2 separate regions of the Hordeum vulgare genome follow, and region 1 is linked to region 2. A link is a contact called in public Hi-C data. All regions are on one chromosome and are shown on one strand. Each heading gives the region's core, a stretch centred on a gene start, on an enhancer-like site or on the middle of the called end of the contact. The rest is flanking DNA. Distances are from core to core; before and after follow the strand shown. Region 1 holds the start of LOC123428215 (serine/threonine-protein kinase PCRK1-like). Region 2 has its middle 11 kb from the start of LOC123431111.

Evidence for each region. Hi-C and Micro-C count contacts between places; a contact is called where the count stands out from the background.
Region 1: a contact with region 2 is called in a Hi-C map of leaf, with 4 times the contacts expected there. The contact joins the promoter of LOC123428215 here to the enhancer-like site in region 2. A contact is called at or near these places in 3 of 6 Hi-C or Micro-C datasets (leaf and seedling).

The regions. Positions count from the first base shown.
Region 1 is chr2H:640,040,108-640,045,165 of MorexV3_pseudomolecules_assembly, forward strand. It overlaps LOC123428215 (serine/threonine-protein kinase PCRK1-like), which reads left to right and starts at 2,328. Exons shown (of 6, transcript XM_045112400.1): 1 at 2,328-2,568; 2 at 2,740-2,832; 3 at 3,164-3,660; 4 at 3,751-4,014; 5 at 4,121-4,243; 6 at 4,369-5,058. The coding sequence starts at 2,826. The coding sequence ends at 4,881.
Region 2 is chr2H:639,976,747-639,982,017 of MorexV3_pseudomolecules_assembly, forward strand. No RefSeq gene overlaps it. Among protein-coding and RNA genes, the nearest start is that of LOC123431111, 11 kb to the left of the region's middle. Within about 2 kb of position 3,880, at least 1 of the 3 cell types and tissues checked has open chromatin away from gene starts, as enhancers often do. A contact at or near this core is called in leaf, where this site is marked.

The DNA.
Region 1 (5,058 bases), core at 1,078-3,577, 62 kb after region 2:
GTGGAGTAAATATAGAAAAACTTCTAAGGCCGGGGTAATAATATACTCCACTAACGACGGTTGGGGGATCGACTAGGTGTCGGTTAATGGAGTAAAATCAAAATTTTACTCAACTAACTGGTTATGGGAAATGTCATGGCGGTGTATTCAAGCCTATCCGTGTTATTTTTCGACAACGTAGTCGCGTGTTTCTGGTTTGTCCGATTATCTAGTCTTCCCTCACCATCCTTATATTGTTGGGTCATGTATTTTGGTTTGTGCTTTATCTATAAAAAATGCGACGAGAGTTTTCATAAAATGCATGTGTACCATGGCGGTGGTTTAACCTATGAACAGGAACATGAACACATGCCACATGATATAGTACTAGCAAAAGTGTCCGTGCGTTGCACCGGAAGATAAAGCTCCTATATGCAAAACCGCGAAGTCGAACGGTGAGATTCCAACGAAGTCGGCAAAATGGCAAAAACAATGCCGAGCATAGGAAGCAATAGATCAGGGGTTTCGGCTGAGGGAGTCGGGGCATTCTTATAGCCAAGGCGACATGAAGCAGTTTTTGTGCTTTAATTTCCTGCTTGCTTATATTACTGTCAATCTATCCTCATAGCTCCCCTTGCGCAATCTTATGAAGGTCCCAGTACCAAGTGTGCTGACAACATAGAATTTGTCTTTCTATGAATCGAATCCAATTGAACAAAATTTGAATTAAAATAATAATATTAGGACACAATCTCTAGACTACACAAACCTTCATGTACAAAATTTTAACCGCTTCTTCATTTATCCAGATCAAGAACTAAAAATAGCAAGAACATAAATTGTGGAAAATCACAAGAAACATATACGGTGGTGCATGAAGGAATTCGGAATAAAAAAAATAGAGCGCATGGATATTACTCTAACAATGCGCATCAAGAAAAACAAATCTAAGATTCTAAGTCAGTCATATACATACCTACATACTTTTGACCAGCAGCACAAAAACCTAACCTAGAAGAAGTAATTAGAAGATCAAAATCACCTCCCGGCCATGAACAAAGGTGCATATTAATTGCTCAAAAAAGGCTAAAAATGTTTTTGAATCTTTAGGCACTATTTGATGATTCACCACAAAATTAAGATTAACTAAATAATCAATCTGTACAAGAGCACATCATGTAATTTACCGAAGATTAGCATGTGATTGTGCTGAGATGATTGCAGTGATCATAAATAATTAATCTGTACAGAAGATTACTATGTGATTTTGTTTAGATAATTGCAGTCAAAGCATGCTGTGAACACAACCACCCACCTTGGTCAAGACGTGGCCAAGGCCGGTGCTTCATGCCACCTGATGATGGCTTCCTCTCGTGCAACCTGCACTCAAAGGTGACAGTTTGTGCCATCTCTTACTAAGCTCAACACTTTGGAGACAGATCCAAAGGTCTTCAGAATTATTTCATAGTTGGGCTTCTTCCAGCTTCAACTCTTCATCGGCACATTCAAATGAAAATGAAGCAAAGAAACATCTCTCTAGAAAATGGAAGATGGCGCAGCAATTTCAGCATCAAGAATCTGAGAATAAAGGCTTCATCCTCGTGCAGAGGCGGGCAAGGACAGGCGGCGGCGGCGCTGCAGGTCGAGCGGGACGGCCGTGCAGGTGGCGACGACGGCAGGGCCCGGTCGGATCCGGGAGGATCTCGCTGGGGTGGATCCATTTTCGACGGATTTGGCGTGGACGCGGGCAGATCCGGCGAGATTGAGGTCCGGCGGCGCCATGGCCCTCCTGGATGTCTATGTTTTGTGAGAAAGAGAGAGAGAGAGATGAGAGAAGATTGAGAGGAAGGAGGAGAAGGGAGAGGGGTGAGGCGGCGGAGCGGTCGGGGGTCCGACGGGGCGTGGCGGAGGTGTGGGGTCACCGGCGAGGCGGCTTGCGAGCGCGAGGGGAGCTCGGGCAGGAGGGAGCTCGAGCGGTGTATGGGCCGATAAAATACGAGGGCTTTTTTACAAAAACAAAACATTTTTTTTCACTTACAAAAGGACTGCCGGTTGATTTATAAGAAACAATGGTTTTTTTTGCAAAAAACCATCGATGCTTTATTATTATATAGGGAGAGATATCCACTTATGGAATAATAAATTAATTATTTAAGAAAAGGAATTTTCCATGATTGATCGTCGGATGGATCTGCGGTTGGCGCAGCTTTGCTTGTTTGTACACAAGTCGGCGAGTGGAATTCGTTCGGTTTGTGTTGACTAGCTGGCCGGACTGTGGCCTGCCGTCAGTCAAGTTCAACAAGTCAGTCGTCAACAGCAACAGCGACACCGGCCGCAGCGGCAGGTGTCTTCTTCCCTCCCCTCCCCTCACCTCCCCTCATCCATCCCTTTCCAACCTCCAACCCCCACACCACACAACACCACCCTACATCCTCAAACCCTACAAGTAACACGCTGGACGACGGATCGTAAGAGGGAGGAGGACCTGTTCTTCCTCTACCTTCGTCTCCCTTCCCCGCAAGCCGGTCACCACAAGTAAAATTAACCTTCTCCCCGTTGGATCATCAGCGCTGCTGCCCGGCCCCCGAGGTAATCCACTATACGCTGTTGATTACTTTGTTGATCTTGCTCCAGCAACCTGTGTCCGCTCCAGCTTTGGTTTGATTGGCATGGAGTGAGGGGATGAAGTCCCCTGCTATGCTCTGCTCTGCTCTGTTTTTTGGTAGTAATTGCTCTGCTCTCCTCTGCTTCTTCTGCCAGGAGGAAGGGAGGAGATCGTCCCTTTTTTCCCCTCTGCTTATTCTTCCTCCTACGGACTACGGTGCACTACTCCACTCTTCAATCCGATGTGCAGTTGCGTCTGATTCTGAAGCTACCAACCATAGGAACAGTAGCAGCTTTTTTTTGTTAGATTCATTCACCATGTACAGAATTGATGATACATTTGGTTTGTTTGCTTGCTTGTGTTCATCATCAATCATGTCCCTCTCCCTAGATCGCGCCCTAGATCGTGCAAAAATATAATACTGTACCCGCTTAATGGTGTGTGTTTGTTGGAGTAAACCTTGACTTGGTGCCTGGCGGCTAAGCTACTTTATCCTTCTTTAGTACCAATACCAATTCATCGTCCACCAGCTTTCTTGACTATCATGCCGCCGAATTCACACGGTCTCACACTGTCCAGGCATCTTGATCGACCGGTCAGTGCTCCATCGCCGCTGTCCACCGGAGGTCGGCGCGGCGAGGATGTGGTGGCTGCCGCCTTGCTTCCACGGCGGCGACGCGGCCAAGGAAGAAAAGAAAGACCGCTTCGACCCCAATCCCGTGTCCCCGAACGCGGCCTCGGCGCGGTCCATGAGCACCGCGACGTCGTCCACGATCACCGCCCCGTCCGGCTCCGACCTCACCGGCTCCATCAACGCCTCCGACATGAGCGCCGACTCCATCCAGCGCCCGCAGCAGTACCCGAGCTTCGCCGACAGGCCCGCCAACCTCCGGGTCTTCGCCTACTCCGAGCTGCGGGCCGCCACCCGCAACCTCAGCCGCTCGCTCATGCTCGGAGAGGGCGGCTTCGGGTGCGTGTACCGGGGCACCATCAAGGTCGACGCCGGCCCCGAAGACGTCACAACGCCTCCCGCGATGGAGGTCGCCGTCAAGCACCTCAACCGGAACGGGCTTCAGGCAAGAAGCAAGACACTCCACCAACTACATATGCGCATTGCTCGTTGGTCGCTCTGTAAAATTAATGGTGGCGGATTTGATCTTCGACAGGGGCACAAGGAGTGGCTGACGGAGGTGAACGTCCTGGGCATCGTGGACCATCCCAATCTGGTGAAGCTGGTGGGCTACTGCGCCGAGGACGACGAGCGAGGGGCGCAGAGGCTGCTCGTGTACGAGTACATGCCGAACCGGAGCGTCGACGACCACCTGTCGGGCAGAGCGATCGGGACGACCCTGTCATGGCCTATGCGGCTCCGGGTGGCTCTCGACGCCGCCAGGGGACTCAAGTACCTGCACGAAGACATGGATTTCCAGGTACTTCTTCTCTGCTTGGATTGAAGCTTCAACCATCCGAATGAATTGAGCTGAAGATCGGTCTGCAGGAAAGCATGAACTGAATTTATAACATTGCGTTGATCAGATAATTTTCCGGGACCTGAAGACGTCCAACATCCTGCTGGATGAGAACTGGAACGCGAAGCTGTCAGACTTCGGCATGGCCAGAGAAGGCCCGACGGAGGGCCTCACACACGTCTCCACAGCGGTAAGAAAATGAAGCTTGTGCATTCAGATACAATATGTTTTGTACCAGATGAAAAATTGATTCAGATACAGGTCAGAAGTACGAAATGGATCATGAAATGTACGATGGAATTGATGTATGTGTAGGTGGTTGGCACCCTGGGGTACGCGGCACCGGAGTACATCCAGACGGGGCGGCTGAACGCCAAGAGCGACATCTGGAGCTACGGGGTGCTGCTCTACGAGCTCATCACCGGGCGGCGGCCCATCGACGGGGAGCGGCCGAGGGGCGAGCAGAAGCTCCTGGAGTGGGTGAAGCCGTACATCTCAGACACCAACAGGCTGAGGCTGATCGTGGACCCGAAGCTGGAGGGCCGCTACAGCATCAAGTCGGTGGCGAAGCTGGTCACCGTCGCCAACCGTTGCCTTGCCAGGCTGCCCAAGGCGCGCCCCAGGATGGGGGACGTGCTGGACATGGTGCAGAAGGCCGTCGACGTCGATGGCGCAGCTGCTTCCGGTGCCGGTGCTCCTCCGCTGCACCACTATAGCAGCGGTGGTGGCAGGGAGGAGGGAGGCAGCTCCAAGCTGAAGCTGGAGGGCAAGAAAGGGTTTCATGGTCAGTGGCGAGCTGGAAGAGGAAAAGGGCCCCTCATGTGCTGATAGTGAGATAGTTTAATTGAGGTGATTGATTAGATTTTTCCAGGATCCTAATTAATCCTAGCTAGTATGGCAGTATGGGTGTTAGTGCTGTCATCTTGAGTGATCAATTCTATAAGAAGAGTCCTAGTGTGCAGTTCCAATTGTGTGTGGATATGATATGGCTATAGAATATGACTC
Region 2 (5,271 bases), core at 2,630-5,129:
ACACAAAGAACATTTTCTAATGTACATTGAACAATTCATGATATATGACGAACATTTTTTAATACTGGATGAAATTTTTAATAATGCAAGGCAAACTATTTCGTAATATATAATAAACATTATTTTAATACAATGAAGATTTTTCTAATATACGATGGACTTTTAGAAAATACGAACTAAAGAGAAGAAAAACAGAAACGGAAAATAAAAAAGGAAACATAAATGAAAACACGACAGAAAAAAGAATGAAAACAGAAAAATAAAAAACTCGAACGAAATTACTAAAACCCGTACAAAAACAGTAAAATACATGGAAGAAAAAAACAAAGAAAAACTGGAAGGAACAGAGAAAGAAACAGCAGCGAACGAATCAAACGTCATAACGCCGAACCTATAGGTGGGCCGGGCCAACCGGAAATTCGCATCAGGGCGAAAACACACCCTTCTGATGCTAACGGGCGTCAAATAGGCTCGCCCCCAATCCTATACGCCGGGAACTCCTACCTGCCGCTCGTTGTGGCAGGGATCCCTCCACCGCACAGGGTGGTCGGGCCGGCCCAGTTTTCTTTTTTCTACTATTTTAGTTCTCTCTTAAAAAAAATTGGTTCGTTTTCCCTTTCCTTTTTTTCTATTTGAAGCAAAAACATTTTTTGAATTGGCAGAATACTTTTTTGAAAAATGTGAACAAATTTGTAAACGCAAATATAATTTTAAAACACGAATATTTTTTGAATTTTAAGAAAACAAATTGAAAGGAGAACAGTTATGAAAATCCCCGAACAAATTTGAGAGTGCGAACTTTTTATAATTTTAAGAACAATATATGAAACCGAGAACAGTTTCTAGGACTTTGAGAAAAAAAGTTTGAAAAGGAGAACAATATTAAAAACCCAGAAATGTTTTGAAATCATGAACAAAATTTTAATGCCGGAACATTTTTCAAAATTTCAAAATAAATTTCGAAACAAATAACAGTTTTAAAAAACGTGAACAAATTTAGAAGCGCAAAGAATTTTTTGAAGCACGAACATTTTTCGAATCTCTAGATCAAAATTTTGAAAAGGAAAGCAATTTTGTAACCCCGAACAATTTTTCTTAAATCAAGAACTTTTTTGAAAATCCAAAAACTTTTTTCGAACATACAGAATATTTTTTGAAACAAAAGCAAAGAAGAAAAAAAAGAAACAGAACAGAATAAAGGAAAAATAAAAAAAAAATGTTAGGGAACATTCTATAAGTCCCCAAAAACCGGCCTTGGACCTCTACAAGGTTCCAAAACTGGGCACCGCAACCGCTGTAACTGGGCTAGCCCGATCGTCCTCCTGCTGTGTGCGAAGCCCAAACACGGATTCAGACAAAGGGTTAAATAGCATTTTCTGCGAGCCTCTACGCGGCACACGCGAAATCACTACTTAGCGAATACATCTTTCAACGAATATTTCTCACCTTCACAGGTTGCGACAAATGGCAGATGTGCACTACATGCGTGACAGTTGTCGCAACCTGGAAGTTTCCTTTTTCGTAAATCCGTATTTTCAAAATGTTTTTATCTACTAAACCGTGCGTTCAAATCTCTAACCGTTTTCATCCTTGACTTTCTCGCATCGAGATCTTCAAAACCAGATACCATGGTGATAGGTTTTGATAATCTTTTTTTTTCAAAAAAAGAACAAAAAACCATGCCTCACGCGATAGAAAAAAAAACAGAAAACGGATTTTTCCCTTTCTCAAAGGCACGGGTCGTGTCTCTTGCGAAGGAAAAACTGTGCCTCTCGCGGAAAAAGAGAGAGCAGAAAACACGTTTTTCCCCTTTTCGGGAGAGGCACACGCGCGCCTCTTTTGAAGGCAAAATCGTGTCTTTCGCGCAAACAAAACCGTGCCGCTCGTAAAAGAACGCATTTTTTTTTCTTTCGGTAGAGGCATCGCAAAGGCAAAACCTTGTCTTTCACGGAAGCAAAACTGTGTCTCTAAAAAAACAGAAAACACAATTTTCACTTTCCGAAATGCACGTACGTGTCTCTAGCGAAGGCAAAACCGTGACTTTTGCGAAAAAAAAACGTGCCTCTCGCAAAAAAAATAAAAACAGAAAACGTATCTTTTTGCGTAATTTTTTTAAAATTTTCTTTTCCGTCGACATGTTACGAAATACCATGCGAAAAAAATTTCAAAAAAAAAACCATTCGGAACATCGAAAACGCGTGCGAAAAATAAAAAACCAAAATCCGAAGAAAAACCTCAGAGCGCAACACGTGGCGACGGTTATAAACACGTCAAATGGCAGCACGCAGGAGCGATCGCTGGTAGGCTCCCGAGGCAGCGATCGGTAACTAGTTACTCCCCGCACACAGAGCGCCCCGACTATGCCGGACCAGTCTAGTTTTTTTCTTTTACTTCTTTCCTTCTTTGTTTATTTTATTTTTTTGGTTCGTCTTTTCTTTCCTTTTTCCTTTTCTTCTTTTATTTGAAACAAAATAATTTTTTGAATTTCAAGAACAATTGAAAACACATTAACAAATTTCGAAAGGCGAACAATTTTTAAAGCATGAACGCTTTTTAAATCTTGAGAATAAATTTTTTAAAAGGAGAACAATTTGGAAAAACTATGAAAAATTTTGAAAGTGCAAAAAAATTATTTAAATACGAACATTCTTTAAATGTTGAAACCGGGATTGTTAAAAATGTTAACAAATTTGGAAGCACAAACATTTTTTGAATCTTGAGAACTTTATTTTGAAAAACACCAAACAAATTGGTAAGCCTGAATAGATTTTTAAAGCATTAACATTTTTTGAATTTTTCTATTGTTTTAAACCGAGAACATTTTTAAAAGAACGTGAACAAATTTGGAAATGCGAGCCATTTTTTAAAACATGAACATTTTGAGAATCCTGAGAACAAACTTTTGGAAAGGAGAACAATTTTGAAAGTCCTAAACAAATTTGAAAGCATGAACATTTTTTGAATTTTGAGAACAAATTTTGACACCAAGAACAATTTAAAAAAAAACGTGAACAAATTTGGAAGCACGAACATTATTTGAATCTTGAGAACAAGATTTTGAAAACCCTGTACAAATTTGAAAACATCGAACATTTTTTAAAGCACAGCATTTTTTTGAAATTTGATAATTTTTTTGAAACAGAGAACAATTTTAGAAAAACGTTAATGTTCGTGAAGAAAAATGAAGCTCAAACATTTTTGAATCTTGAGAACAAAAAAATCGAAAAGAGAGCAATTTTGAAAAAAAATCCGAACAAATTTGAAAGCACGAACAAGTTTTTAAAGCATGAACACTTTTTGAATTTTCAGAATAAATTTAGGAACCGAGAACAACTTTGGAAAATCATGAACAAATTTGGAAGCGCTAACATTTTTTTAAAGCACAAACAATTTCAGAATCTTGACAACAGATTTTGAAACTGAGAACAAATTTCGAAAACCCCAACAAATTTGGAAAACGAACAAATTTTAAAGTATGAACATTTTACAAATTTGTAGAACAAATTTTGGAACTGAGAATAATTTCGAAAATCCTGAACAAATTTGAAAGCATGAACATTTTGGTACTTAAGGATTGTTTTTGAAACTAAGAAAAAATATAAATCTTAGGAACAAATTTTGAAACCCAGAACTATTTTTAGAAAATACAGTAAATTTGGTATAAATGGAGAACATTTTTCGAAAATCAAAAAATATTTTTTGATAATCCAGAACATTTTTCTAAAAAGAAACAGAAAAATCAATAAAGAAAAAATAAAAAACAAAAAAAAAACGCCTTCAGGAACATCCTAGAAGTTTTCTAGCCGACTGTGAACTTCTAGAAGGTTTCCGGGCGCTGCATTCCCGCAACCGGGCCAGCCCGATCCTCCTTCCGCTTGATAAGCATCGACACCGCTTCGTACAGAGCGGCAAATAGGGCTTTCCTTATATGCCATCCGCGTGTAGCATATAGTTGCGCCTTCGCTAATGCGAATTTCAAGAGAGCCGGGCCGCCGTTTCAATTTGTCCCATTTTTTGTGTGCGTGTTTTTATTATTTTTTTTGTTAATTGGTTTTCATTTTCTATTTGTCCCATTGTTTGTATTTTAATTCTTTTTTTAATAATTGGTTTTCATTTTCTCTTTTTAGATCTTGCCTTTTGTTCTTACTAGCAAATGAGTCCGTGTGTTGCAACGGAAGCAAAACATACAACACGTTTTAACTTAATAATTATGAATTCAGACCTTTATTTAAGCTTACTGCATAAATAGAATTTAAAAATTGTTAAGTAAGTAAAATAACATCATATTTAGATTGTACGCATCACTATAGATTCAAATTACATTATAAATTGAAATTTTAAAAATTAAATAGTTAAGATACATTATATTTCGACTGAACACACTTTTTGAATGAAAGTTCATATGTAATAATTTAAAATTAAAGTTACAGTTTAAAAGATATAATTTTCTAAAATATTTGTTAATTATAATTGGACCGCTGATTTATTAACAACATGGATAGGCCTCGTTATGAAAAAATGGATTATACGCTATTGATTAAAATTACAGCATAAATATAATTTTAAATTTGTTAAATAGATAAAATAACATTGTATTTAGATTGTGTGCATCACTATTGATTAAAATTACATTATAAACAGAATTAAAAAATTACATAGGTAAACTAACATTATATTCAGATTCTACATATTTTCTAATAAAATTTCATATATAATAATGTAAAATTCGAGTTACCGTTTAAAAGATATGATTTTTTAAAGTACTTTGCACTTATAATTAAAATACAGATGAATTAATTAAAAACTGTAGGGGTATTTGGAAAACATACGGAAAACGATTATTTTTTTTACTCAAGTATGTACTCCGGGTTTATTTTATGAAAACCGAAGGAGGTTTCTACAAAAATTCGAAAAAACGATTCGTTCTTTAACTTAATAATGTATTGTGGGTTTATTTCGATAAACTACAGGGGGTTTTCTATAAAAATACAAAAAAAGATTCGTTTCTCACTCAAATTCGGACTGCGAGTTGATTTCAGGAAACTCCAGGGTTTTTTTTGCAAAACGACCACGACGTAGGACAGAAACACTCTGTGCTTTATTATAAGGGAGAGAATTTTATTTTGTTTTATTTTTGCAGGTTTTGCAGTACAGTGTACGTTCTTTTGTCAATATATGGTGAACAGTTTTCTAAATACACATAAAACATTTTTAGCATACAACGAATATTTTCGAAATACAGACTTCAAACTATAGTTTTTAATACATGAT